Regions from separate parts of the Rattus norvegicus genome. Here region 1 is linked to region 2. The links are chromatin contacts, called in public Hi-C maps. All regions are on one chromosome and are shown on one strand. Each heading gives the region's core, a stretch centred on a gene start, on an enhancer-like site or on the middle of the called end of the contact. The rest is flanking DNA. Distances are from core to core; before and after follow the strand shown.

Evidence for each region. A called contact is a pair of places that touch in the nucleus more often than the background predicts.
Region 1: a contact with region 2 is called in a Hi-C map of the Rat2 cell line, with 3 times the contacts expected there. The contact joins the enhancer-like site here to the promoter of Man1a1 in region 2. A contact is called at or near these places in 3 of 12 Hi-C or Micro-C datasets (the A7r5 cell line, the Rat2 cell line and frontal cortex).

What each region holds. Positions count from the first base shown.
Region 1 is chr20:34,430,284-34,437,013 of GRCr8, forward strand. No RefSeq gene overlaps it. Among named protein-coding and RNA genes, the nearest start is that of Cd46l1, 110 kb to the right of the region's middle. Within about 2 kb of position 5,153, at least 2 of the 93 cell types and tissues checked have an H3K27ac peak or open chromatin away from gene starts, as enhancers often do.
Region 2 is chr20:33,921,618-33,929,092 of GRCr8, forward strand. Man1a1 (mannosidase, alpha, class 1A, member 1) reads right to left here and starts at 5,884. Exons shown (of 13, transcript NM_001033656.1): 1 at 5,615-5,884; 2 at 4,503-5,357. The coding sequence starts at 5,111.

The sequences.
Region 1 (6,730 bases), core at 3,903-6,402, 510 kb after region 2:
TAAAAAACAGGCAACAGCCACAAGATGGAGAAACTGCTTCAGATTCTAGATGGCATTGCTACTGGCTGAACACAGAAAAAGGGAAATTCCATTTTCAAAGTGTTTGAGAGATGGAAATTATGTTATATAAATGCGGATTATACCGTTGTTATATGTTGGTCAGGTGGTCTTTTTCCAAGCATCAGAAAGAGGCATCATTTGAAGAAATATAGATGTGAAGGTAACTAATAATCTTCCATGGATTGGTAAACATTTAATGGACAACTATGAAAAGACATTTTTTTTCACAAATTAAAAAAAATCTCTCTATCTCTCTATCATCTACCAATCTATGCATCATCTATCTACCTCCATTATTGACAGTGAATTTTATGAACAATGACAGAGAAAGCTGGGAAGAGAGATTCATAACTCCAACTTGAAATCTCCAAGGCAGACATTTTAGCCGCGATTTTATCTGCTTTAGAGAGACTCGTTATTTCAAAGAAGTGCAATTTTCTCCTTGGTGCCTGTTTTGAGAACGTGGATTTACTTGACTGTCAGACACAATTGCCGCATTTCTATGGCTCCTTAAGTGACAACAGTTTTCATACATGCAGAAGGAAAAAAGAGGACTTGCCAAATGATGTCTCGGTCCATGTGTTGTTTTTGTTCCCTTAGCTAGATGAAGGCTGCCTTGTCATGAGAAGTCTTAATTGTAATAATTCTTTAGAAGAACTCTATGGTGTCTTTCAGGCAGCACTGCTATTTAAGGCTTTGCACATGCCCTCGCCAAACAGATGTGTTTATTTACATGTCTGATCTAATCAGGAGGATAAAAGAGACTCTGCTCAGCGCCTTGCACTTCTCCTAATACAAGATAAAAGGGGAGGAGAGATAGGCACAGTAGAAATAAGAGCATGAAAAATAAGCCTGTGGATGTGACTCAAGCGAAGCAGCTGTGTGCTCCCAACTCTATACTGTCACAGCTGTGTGTGGGTGGCATGAGCAGGAAGGAGAGTTAGCTGGCGGCACAGGTTTAGGGCCAGTGGTTTTCTCTCCTTCATGTGTCTGATCAATGCTCGTCCTTCTTGTACTGAGAAGTCACTGTCAGGGTTCCTTTGTCCCTCTGTCAGTTCAGATGCAGCTGTGCAGGGGCATGTCTCTGACTGGGCTCTGGGCTCTTACTGTGCATGGACCTCCCTCCCAATATGGACTAAAGCTTGAAAGGGTTGGGAAAGCTTTTCAAGTATAGAGTGCACAGAAGGGAAAAGATCATACTAAATGATAAAGTGGCCTCTCAGAACTAAAATGCATGTGGTAGGTCTGAGTACCAGTGGAGGCTCAAAGTGCAGGAAAGGTTCAGGGGAGGGGAGAAAATAGTGCTGTTGCAAAAACATTGGAGGCGTCTCAGATTAAAGCTATCATCTTCTCTCACCTCTTGATGCTTTTATGCTTAATAATATTATACAATAATGGAAATCTTAGGCAGCAAAGAAACTCCACCAATCACAAGACCATTGATAGCTATGCAATTTCACTCTTTCTAACCTGTAAACTGAATACTATATATTAAAAGCTTATATATTTGTGATTCTTTTAGTCATTGCTTAGAAAAACAGGTAACACACACACACACACACACACACACACACACACACATACCCCTTGTCACTTGACCCTGAATACTTACTATTTTTGAAATCTCTCCTTTAGAAGTCACTGTCCCAGAAAACACCTTAGCAAAGAAAATGAAGGGTGGATGTCAATCATGAAGCCAGCACAGCTGGTTTGACAAGGTACCAAATAAACTGAGCCATATGCTTTGATCATTGGCCTGATGCCACTTATCATAAGTTGAGTCTCTGAGTCTTACACTCTTGGGGTGACTATTAGAATCACTGTTTACCCCTGTCTTCTCTGAGAAAATTGCTTCTGTATTCCCCTGAGAAAGTCCTAGGTGACCCATCCCCTGTTCTCAAGGAAATAACTTTAGTTGACTCTACTTGGAATTCTTCTCCATAGGTTGGAAGTTGTTATCTGCCCCTAAGCAAATTCATGAAATAAAATAATTAGAATGATTTGATTGAATTCAGAGGAGGCTGACAAGTTTCACTAGGACCAGAGAAATTACAGTAGACCACAGCACAGAACTCCTTTTACAGTATGTGTAAAATTTCATAGAATTATAACTTCCAAGAAAAAGACCATGCATACTAAACTTCTATTACGAACTCAGACACAAAAACTGATTGAGACAATATGATACCATTTGTAGATAGTATAGAAGAATGTAAATAGAATAAAGTATTAGAATTTGTTGGGGTTTTTTTTGAAAGATTGGTTTATGCCAGGTTGCTGTAATGTTAATACAGAAACAAAACAATTCTTTTATTAAACCAGCTCTTACAAGTTTATAAATAACAGTTACAATGATTCTTAAGACTGAATAATCAGGCTTAGGCAAATCTGAAAGTAATATGATTGAAGGTTAAAAGTTAATAATATATCTAAGGGTGATTCACTTGGACTGACTTGGATTCTGTCTATTCTCTGTCTAAACATCTTGAAACAAGAAAGTACTCCCAGCCCCCAAGCAGGCTGTTAGATGTTTGCTTCCTTAAGCTAAAGGGATTTGTAGAATGTTAGGAATAAAAATATGGGGTTGATGATGATAAAAATCTTTCTATCTGTGCATAACCTGTAACTCTGGGCATCCTAGAAAAGTATTATCTCCATCTCTTGAAATCATGAATGGTTTTGAATCTATAAATAAAGTTTCTCACTGCTACCCAGTCAGAGTTGCAAAGCATCCCAGGCACCCGTTCCTTACATCTTCTCTGGAAGCTGTTCACTGTTGGGGCTCACCCCTGACAGAACAGTGCCAACTCCAGAGTATCATCCCTCAGTATGTTGGTCCTTTGAGTTGAAAATGCACTAAAGAGGCTAGTTTTAAAAGTTTTAAATGGTGGAGTCCCTTAGGACATTGTTTTTTCTTATTTATTTCTGTTTAGACCCTTATAGGCTGTGTGCTTGGTTACTGTATCTATAGCTTCATTCTAAATATTTGGTTCTTGTTTCAGGTAATAAGACAGCTGCCCATCCTTTGTGCCACATTTATTACTGCCTTTTGATGAGGCAGAGACAGAAGTTTAAGGGGGAGATATAACGTAGGGCTCATACCAGTGTTATCAAGACATAACACAGCTTGAGAATTCCAAGCTTATGTTCAAGGATTTCAAAGGGATTGATGTGCACTCTTTAGCTCTGAAGCCCATTGAGAACTGCTCAGGGATGTGTGCATGCTTGCAGGATTGTGGGAGTGCCAAAGATTAAACTGAAATCTCATTTTATTTGATAGGAAGTTCCTAATAGCCGATGTTGAGGGATGATACAAAATGTGTATTTTAAAACCCCATTTCCTTCACTAATGACAAATGTTACCTTTATTTCTTTCAGTCTCCATGTGGTCACTAGAAAGGAAGGAGCAAAAGAAGTCTCTGGAGGTGGCAGGGCCAGGTGTATTGGCCTCTAGATTGTTCTAGAATAGACAGCACACCAGTGTTTACCCTTATAGCCCTGGAAAGTGTCTGGCAGTATAATGTATCTGTCTGGGTACTTACATAAAATGTGGGTTTCTGGACTGGGTATGTCCAGAATTTAAAATACATAGATATTCACTGGGTCTACCTGTGTTTGTGTTTAACTTAAAGGTGCTTTCACATGGTCAGTGTTTTCTTCCTAAGCAAAACATTTTACCCGGGAACTGCTCTGATCTCTGGTTAGCTGTTCTGTGTATGAGTTGTGTGAGTTGTTAGTTTGCCAGGGGTAAAGAAATCAAAACCACGATGGTTTCCAGATACCTGAGCCCCAGTATGCTCTCTTGTGTGTTCATTTTCAGGGAAGAATTCTTTATTCCTGAAGGGAGCCATAGCCATTAATTCATAGGAACAAGTAGCTTGTCCCTGCTCTATATAGAAAGGGAAAGGATGATATTTTTGATATTTTGAGAGTGTCACATGTAAGGGGGCCATTATTCCAAATGTCAGCACTTGGTTCAGGGAGTTGTGTGGACAGTCTCTAGGGATATAAAAACATGATCATGGAGAAGAGCGGAGTATGAACGACAGTGCATTCTCTTTCTCATTAAAACTGACTGGCTCCCAACCTAGGTAAGAATATTTTTGTTTTCTTCTCTAAAATCAAGCTTGTTCACTGCTACAAATGTAAGCTGGAGTGTCTGTCCAGAGTGGGATAGCTTAATATATTTCGTGGAAACAAAATAGACTCCTAGGAATGTCTTCGAGGAAGATTGCACAGCCTCTGGGTCTCTCTCAGAACCTTGGGTGATTACTCAGTGGGAGTTCAACGTGGAGGGGGTGGATTAAAGTAGGGCTTTCCCAAGCTGGCTGTGAACTCCGTGTGATGTATGAGAGAGGGTAATGAAGTTCTTCAGCTTTGAACTTTTCCATTTAGCTCAGCAATCCTGTTTCGTTTCATTTTTCTCTCTATTCAAGAAGAAAATAGATTTAGAAATTAGCCAGGTACTTCTCAGAGATTTCAAAGATCAGGACAGAGAATTGGGTTTCCATCTCTGCTGAGTGACATGCAGACTTGGAAAGCAGGAGACCGCTCCCTGAATGTGACCGTAAGTCATTAAACATGCTCAGGACGGATGCTCAGAATGCAGCTAAGGAGAAAACTCCCACAGATGCTCTGAATCTGAGAGCTTTTTTGAATTAGCTGAATCCCCAGCGAATCTTCATTACCAACTAGAGGAAATTATATGGTATTTTCCTTCTTTGCAAGGCTTGAAAACTTATTGAATTGCTACTAAAAGCTTGCAGAAGGTAAGAAACCTTCCCAGAGACAATTATGCAGCATTTTGGTTGGCGAATTTGCTGAATGTTTCCCTTGTGTGGCAGGGCTTTAAATGAAACTGAAAACATGTTAAAATAGACTCTCTAGGCCTCATCTACAGCAAGTCCAGACTCTCAGGGTTGGAGATGTGGCAGTTGAATATACATGTCTCAGAGTATGGCATGTCTGCAAAGTGACAGATGGTCCAAAGCCAGAAGAGGACGGCTCAAGATGTAGCTTAGGCAAGCAAGGCAGGTTCTGAAAGGAACGAGCAGCTGTTTAGTCCCTGTGCTACTACTCACCACTAGCCTTGGCTCGAGTTCCCTTTGTGCCATTCATTGTTATTGTCCTCTGTCTGAATGACGATTCACCTATGCTCTGCATTATAAGGATGAAATGTGCCTAGCGGGTTGACCCGGAGAAAATACTCTGAGCCAATCACACCGAGCCGATTAATACAAGCTTTCTTCTCTGCTCTGCCTTCTTTTAAACAAATGTACTCAGGAACTGATCTTTGCTGTCCTTCCTGCTACTGTTGACAACATGTCATTGAGGTTGCTCTTAGAATTCCACAGGAAGTGCTCCAGCGATGTTCCTTCACCCAAAACCATTATCCTTCCAATCGCATGAGCTGTCAATCACGATCTTTCAAACTATCTATTTAAGCACCTACTTATGGGCTATGGAGATTGCTTAACAATTAAAGGGGTTGCCATACAAGTAAAATGCTTGGAGTTTGGCTCTCCAGGACCCACATAAATGATGGTGGCATGGAGGCCTACCTGTAATTTTAGTATGCAAAAGGATCACTGGGGCAAGCTAGCCATCCAGACTAGCTCTTATCAGATAGTTCCACGTTCAAAGGAGAGATCTTGCCTCATTAAAGAAGATTGGGTAATCAAGGAAAACTCCCTTGGGGGCCTACACACACACACACACACACACACACACACACAGCTGCATATATGCAAACAGGCATACACAGTACATATTAAAATAATCACAATAAATGCATAAAATAAATGTCTCTATCAATAAAGATAAGTTCATTGACTTAAAGGGCAGACTGTTTTTGAGCCCATGTGTCACCAACACCTTAGAATCCTCTATTTATATCACCATATGAAAATAACATTTTCACTAACTGCACATTGTCTCTGTTCATGTTCATTCTCAGTCAGCTCTTTCAGGGTCCCAGTAAACCATTGATCTCTTTCCTCTAAGCGTATGTCAGATTAGTCATTTCTACCATCTCCTATTCACTCAACGAAATTTTACAGCATGAATCAACATCTTTGGTTGTAGCCTCCCTTGCGTATCTGGTTCATTGACTTAGTCCTTAATTATTTCAGGTCCTAATTCCCCTTCATCAGTAAGTAATATTTCATTATATAATTCTCCTATAGTTAATGTCCTGTAATACATTTGATTTGCTTGTCTATTATTAGTAAAATTGCTTTGAATGCTTGGTTATAGTTTTATGTAGGGATACATTTTCATTTCTTCTGGATGAACACCTAGAAAGCAAGCTGTATCTTGTTTATTATTGTATAAAATCCACTAAGCTGATTTCTAAAGCAACTGTATTATTTTTTGTTACTTCAAGAAATAAGAGAGGCTAGTGAGATGGCTCAGTGTATCCACTGACAATTGTCTCCAGGTTCTGTGACTGTATTCAATTCCAGGACCATGCAGTGGGTCCTCTTGATCCATATTCCTCTATTAGCTTGTTTTTCTCATTGAATGCTAAACGTTCTTTCTACATTCATTATGGAGGCAATGATCTTTCAAATGCAGTATTGTGACTCATTTTCACCAGTTGTTAGTATGTTCTTTTGTTTTTAAGTGCTTATCAAAGAGCACTTTGAACATGTGCACGTTGACTGAGTTT
Region 2 (7,475 bases), core at 4,634-7,133:
GGTAGATTATGATCTAATACATATGTTTGGGTTTAAAAATTAAAGAAAAAAAAGTCCTCTCAAGATTAGCATTTCCCTGGCATGTTGCTGGTAACTCAAAAATAAATAAATAAATAAATAAATAAATAAATAATTAATTAAATAAAATTTAGAGATTGTACAAAGGCCCTTTAAGAAAGCATAAGGGAGGCAAGTGATGGCTAGACACTGACTATCAGGCAAGGCAGCAGGCTACCGAAAGGGGAAAAAGTTAGGACCTCCCACCACCACACACATGCACACACACAAATAATTATGTCTTCTTTAAACTACTAGACATATTCTTCACCTCTTCCTTTTGTACCTAGTTACGCCATTGGCCACCTAGTTAGGTCATTGTGCCAATCATTTCCGGTTCTATTTTGGCTAACTGAAACATATGTTTACGTATGATATGAGAAAAATTAAAAGCCTACTAGGCTGGGGAATGGATGTCAGGTCCGGGCACATGGAATCCCCTCTACATTAGCCTTCATCCTTCACAGGTATCTGTACATATCCTTTCCTTATGACCTTGACACACACACTGAAAGCCCTCCTTTAGAATTTGCCTATTAAGGGTTTGAAAACACATTTCAAGTATATAAGTTCTGTAGTAAAGTCAAAGAAGTCAGGAGCTCTTGGAAAGGCATCTTTACACACCGGAAGCACCAGGATCCATTTCTACAAGATGGTTTGGCTGACTAGCTCACCTGAGGACGGCTGCAGAGGTTTCAACACAGGGTCCATATTGTTAAGCTGCCTTTCAGACCTTTTACTAAGTTCGGAGTCCTACACACAGCTCCTTTGTTCAGTGAATCTGAACTGTCTGAGACGATAAAGTCAAGGTATTCCCTTTATCAAACTTACGGAATGGCTGGCAGCAAATTAAACTGAAGACAATTCAGACAACTCACTTCTACTCACAAGCTTTTCCTGCTTATATAACTTCAACAGTTAGCACCCACTCTAGTGTTTACACTGCTGAAATCTTTTTGCCGAAGACAGAAAGCTTTAGAAATCTCTATAGCTCCCTTGCTTTGGGACCCCTGAGTGAGGCAGGCCACACCAGCACAGATTTACCAAGGTTCACCAAGGATCAGGAAGCCAGTGAACAGGTAAACAACGGAAAAGGATGCTAGCCCCTTGGGCCAGGGCTTCAAAGGATAGCTTTATTGCGTTGTAAGTGTTCTTTTCCATAGTAAATCCCATGAAATTCACCTGGAATGTTAAGCTTCAAAATGAAAGAGTTTTTGTTTCAATTTGTGAAGGCAACTTATTCTGACATCTGATCTAAGGTCAAAGGGCACATAGTTAATATTTAACATAAACTGTAACTGTGCTGAAGCGCACACATACACACACACACACACACACACACACACACGTACGCACACCACTAGTGCTAGTGTAAAATTCAATAAAATATGTTTTACTCATTAGCCATCAACGTGCATCTTTCTCTGTATCTTTGAGTCAGGAATAGGTCAGGAATGAAAAGCCTTTTCTCAAAAAACTAGGAAGACAGCTATGCCTAGACACCTCTATCACCCAGAATGCCCTTCAACTTCAGAAGAAGATGTTCATTATTCAAAGTAAATTAGGCTACCATCCTAAGGTACACGGTAGGCTGTTTCCTTCCCCTACCCTCTCGTCTCCAAATCTTTTAAAAACTTGCTAACCCCAAAAAATGGAATAGAAAGCGAAGTAGAGTATGTTCATAATAATCCCACGAAACTATTTAACTTCTAACAGTTTTTCTTAGAACCATAGGATAACATGACTACACTTTTATATCTGGCATACATATCACAAGGCAGGGCAATTTCAGGATAAATTCCTGAGGTTTCAGGAATGGGTCATGATAACATTGTGGGAATCTGGATTGGGAAGAGGAAAGTTTTCATCCAATCCACCAAGGCTGGAATTAGTAGAATGTGCTCAAGGCGTTTTGGTGGACGCAATGCCCTACTTAATTAAATTAGCAGGCTACCTCCCCTGTGATACAAACTTATCAAAAATCCAGTGTGCTACCAACAATACAATTATCTCAGCATTATAAAAACAGTGTTGCATTTCCCTTGAACCAAATGTATAAAAGTGAAAGCTTGACTCGAATTCCATCCTAAACTTTAACCATGCAAGTTTTAGTGCATGCAAGTGCAATAAAGAACTGGACTATAAAGACAACTGGAACACACGGAAACAAGGCAAAGGGCTTGGGGGCCACAGAAAGTAGCCCCGAGTGTGGCAAGTAGAACCTCGATGTTTGAAGTTGAAGTCTAATGTGTTATCAACCACTTTTCTTCTCCACCATCAAACACCAGGTCCTTTACAACAGCATGAGTTGAGGGTAAGGGGGTGGGGCACTATATTCGTCCAAAGCCGACAAAGAGTAATTTTTAAAAGAAGAATGGCATGAGTTATTGCTTTTGGTTTACGAAGGACTATGTTTGAACTATTCTAGTGGAAAATCATAATTCATCTCTCCCCTCGTCCTGGTGGCTTTTGACTAAACGCTGAAGCAAATCAAGCTGGCTACTTAGGGTTTTCGGAACTGCATGGAATTTAAAAAAAAATGTTTATTTCTAATGTTTTATATAAAGTTGGGCAGTTTGAACTAGGTTCTAAGACATTGGAACCACATGACAGATGCCACATGCATTTCCTTGACCCAGTAAATTAAGTTCCTATGATTTAGAGACATAGATCAGTCGGTCTAATAGCTGGGGGATATACAGACTGCCAAAATGCTGCTCTCCGTGGACTCCTACCAGGTGTGGTGTCTATTCAAAACCCACTTTCAGACATTAATGGCCAGCTTCTTAATGCTTTAGTGTTCACAATCCCTTCTTCCTACAGCTACAGCCCACATTAACTGGACACTCCTATGAATTCAGATGCATGCCATTCAGAAATGGCTCACTTCGAACAGCAAAGAGCAGCAGACAGTGAGCCTTTGGGGGGAAATTTTCTAATGGTCCGTATTGATTAAGGAGTCTAAGAGGTAGGAGTGGGAAGATGTTTGGGAAGAGGCAGATGTGTGTCTCTCAGGACTGTTGGGATTTCACAGAGGGGAAAAGCTATTGGAGAAACCAGCTCATGATAGCAGAAGCCATTCGCCTACTATGTCTCTGCAAAGCAGAAAGCATGACGGATGAGCAAACAGAGCCGTGAGCCTGGAGGAAACTGAGAGGGACCCAAGTCCACTTGAACTTGCTCAGTGACCCCTTACCAGATCTCATCTGGTCTTAAGCAACTCCTATGGCAACCAAGCTGCCTCCACCCTGCAACCACTTTAAATCTCTTCACAGCCTCCAAATTCTATTTACTCCCTCACGATGCCATCGGGACCCTTTCCTGGTAATGCATCTCATACTAATACTACGTCCATTCATGACATATGTTAGAGGATAGATCCAGAGTTGGGATGCCATGCTTTACCACAGTTCTCCAGGACTGGATTCCCAGGAAAACATAGAGAAAGCAGCCAGGAAGGATGCATGTCCCCAGAGTCTGGTGACTGGGAAGCTTCCACTTCTGTGTTCAGGACTCAACTCAGTCACTAACTGCTTCTTGAGCTGTAATTCCTCAGTTTCCCCTTTGAAATGACAGCCTGAAAGGATTTCCTAGGGTTCCTTCGTCTTTCAGCTTACAGAAACCAATCATATGTTATGAGTAAAAATAACCAGAAAGGAATTGCACAGGATTTACCAAAGTCCATGTTTGCTCTAGATTAACGTCACTGAGCTGCTGTGGAGGCTGACCTGTTGCATCAGGGAATACCCCCTTTTCTGACAATGTTCTAGAAATACAGAAAACAGTAGATCTCTCTCTCTCTCTCTCTCTCTCTCTCTCTCTCTCTCTCTCTCTCTCTCTTTCTGTGTGTGTGTGTGTGTGTGTGTGTGTGTGTGTGTGTGCGCGCGCGCGCGTGTTTCTTAGGTTTTAAATCAGTAAAAGACAGTATGTGGCCCATGACAGGAGATCTCAAGTTTCACATTTACAGCCTGTGACACACACACACCTGGCAAGAGGAGGCCACATGACTGAACACTGGGCGCGTTGGCTCACTGTTATAACCTTTGTATTGTGTGTGATTGATGCCCTCTGTTTACACTCAGCTTCAATTTCAAACCACCTGCAAGCCTCTCAGAGGAGGAGGGCTGTTCAATACCTGCACCGTGACTGTTTGCCTCGTAGACTAACTGCAGCCAGCGAGGAGGCAGTGTGTGTGTCACCTGCCCAAGTATTCGCTCACTCCCTGCCGCTTATAGCTTAAGCTCACCACAGCACGCAAGTTCAAGGGGATTCAGTCTCAGATACTAACTGGCCACTTATCCTAAGGTGGTAAAAGGCAAAGGGTGGCCCTGGAGATCTCCCTCGCCTTTGCACGATAACGTTGAAGCCCTAAGTTCTAACCGTTTATCAAACCTCCCTGAAAACAGCAGCGTGAGTGGGATTTCTGGCAGGGCTCACTCACTTACCTCTTTGATCTTTGACCTCTTCTCACGGATGGTGGCGTCAGCAGGCTCTCGGTTCTCTACCCCGATGGGGGGCAGGAAGTCCACCTTGGGCAAGCCCCCAAACAGATCCTTGTCACGCAGCTGGTCCTGGGCCACCTTCTCCTTCTCCAGCAGAATGTCTCTTTGGATCTCCTCTGGCAGCTTCTGCAGGGTTTCCTTGGCTTCCCTGAGAGCCCTCTCGTGGTTTTCACGGATTCTGGCTAAGTTATCCTCCAGTCCAGCTCCAGGGTCCCCAGGCACGCCTTCCTCGCGGTGCCGGACTCTCCCTTCGGCGGCATCCTCGGCACGCGCCCCGAGCCCGGGCTTGTGCTCCGCCGGTGGCTGCAAGGCAGGGTTGGAGTGGAACAGGACCCCGCTCAGCAGCTTGGAGGAGTCAGGCAGGAAGAAGATTGCCCCGAAGCAGAGCGTGATGAAGGCGCTGAACACCAGCAGCAGCACGAACTTCTCAGTGAGGCGGAAGGCGGCGGGGCCAGACCCCTTCCTCCCGCCGCCAAGACCCCCGCCCAGGCCACCGCCCAGGCCTCCGCCCCCAGGGCTACTGAAGAGTGGCAACAGGCCCCCCACGGGCATGGCTCCGGAGATTGCAGCCGCAGGCTGACAGTCTGTCCAAGCGTCCGGCGCCGAGCCGCTCAGCAGCCAAACTTCGCTGCCGCCGGCGGTCAGCTGCTGCGGGGCCGGCTCTTGCGCATCCAGGCCGCCCAGAGCGCGTGTCTGGGCTGCGGGTCTCCCCGCTGGAAGCGGCTCCCCTCCGGCGATCCTTGCCGGGGCGGCTCCTTTGGCAAACAGGCACGCGCGGCAAACCGCTGGCTGCAGCCCCTGTTTGGGGGGGAAGAGGAGACAGTAAAACGCAGTGGTTAGGAAGGTGCTGAGAAAGTTTCCAGTGGGTCCCCGCCCTCCCCTGGCCCCGGGAGCCGCAGGACAGTATCCCGGCAGGCAGCCCCACGGTCCAGCCGCGGGCACCACCCTCGGAGCCCACTTTGGACTTGGGGTGAAGTTTTCCAGCCTCGGAGGCAGGGTGTCCCGCGCACATCTGGGTCAGGACGGAGGACACCTCGGTGGCAAGGGCGGCGCACCTCTGGGCAGCAAGGGCGCCGCGTGCGTAGGGGGCTCGTCAACTTCTCCAGCTGCCCATCTCCGAGCGCGTCACGGCGGGCGGTGGCGCTCGTACAGCCCGGTGGCTCTGCGGCCCCGGGACACGACTCAGGTGAGCGAGCGCGCCGACCTGCCGGCGTGTGCCAACAAACCAGGCAACGTGCTGCCCTCCGCCGCGGCCCCGCCGTGCACTAATAGCACTGCCGGTCTCCCGGCGGTCGGAAACGAGGGCGGTGACGCGTCCGGAGAGTGACAGCGCGTCCGGGCCAATCTCACGCCTCCCAGGGTCCCGCGGGGGTGGAGCCGAGGCGGGGAGGGGGCCGCGCGGGGCGGGGAGTTTACGGGAAGAGCAGCCTCTCCGGGACCCGGCAGAGGCGGGGAGGTCGCCGCTCTCCTGGGCGCCCGAGGGCTGGAGCTGCGCCCAGGAGCGGGGTTAAGACTCGCCCGGGAGGACCAGAGCCGGAGTTGGTCCGAGCTTACTCGGTCCCCAACCATTCGGGTCTGAGCCCCAAAGGTGGTGGATCCCGAGTGACCGCGATTAATGCGGTAGCGCCAGCATGCTCCAGTACTCGCAATTGGCGGTCCCGAAGAGAACGCAGGGGATTAAGGGGGCAAGCTGTGGTTTTGAAGTCTTTTTTTTTTCCCCAGCCACCCGTGTTACCCAAGACAGGGATTCCCCAGTGCCCAATAACTCTCAAATCCAAAGTCTCCAGGCTCTCCTACAGAGCCTTTGAGCTCTGCCTCACCAACACCTTTTCACATCCTTGGCGACTTGGGGTTCGGGGATTGCTTGGAGCTCTAAGTATACACCCTCTTCCCCTTACAAGAAACAACAACAATATCAACCAAAAAAAAAGTTGTATGACTCCCCCACGCTCCCCCACGCTCCCCCACGCTCCCCCACGCTCCCCCACGCTCCCCCACGCTCCCCCACGCTCCCCCACTTTCGAAATTCATTTACCTCATCGCAGTTGGTCAAATTTTCCATTCAAAGAAGACAGTTCTATGCTGCCAAAGCTCGAAGCAATAAATTGAACCCTGTTGAAATTAAGTCTTGGATGCGACAACTCCCAGTGAAGGCAAGACTTGGTCCAACAGAGATTGTTTTCAACACAGCTTTGCAGCACTCAGTCTCATGGAATGTCATGGAGACTGGCTCCACCTCCCATGACATCGATTGGAATGCCCTGCTGATATTGCCTAGATCTACATTTTGACCTGGCTGGGAACCCCCTGCCTCAGGGTGAAGGGACAAGAAAACATTTCCCAAACTGTGTTATGAATCCCCTGTTGCTCCACAAAGAAACGGTTGCCAGAGGAAAATTGGACTGACTTCCCACTCCTGAAAGCTGGTTTGTAGTAGCTCTATTTACCCTCAACCTTCTCCGGAAACATGATTTTAGTTCAGCCTTTACTTGTTGTCTTAGTCAGAGGAAAACAGCTGGCACCTTCCAGGAGAGCGAGCATAGCACGGTTGTTTTCAGGTGTTGGGCTGTGTGCAGAAAATAGAAAACCAAGTTAGAAATCCTGAGGAGGTTTTCGTTTAAATGTTAATTATTATTTTAAGCCATCGTTAATTGTTGTGTATTGGACGTGTTCAAAATGAACCAGTAACAGAATCAGAAGTTCTGGTTAATACGAAATTGTGGCTTGATAAGTGTGACTTCATAGCTTGATTATTTTGATACTTGCTATGAAATTCTATGCCCAGAAGAGTGCAGCATACCCAAGCAGGGTAATAGATTTTTAGCTCTAAAAATGAAAGCAGTAATGTTTTGTTTTAATGACGGAAAGGTAAATTTGTTTCAAAGTATATTTGTAGGTTGTGGGTAGGCTGAAAAC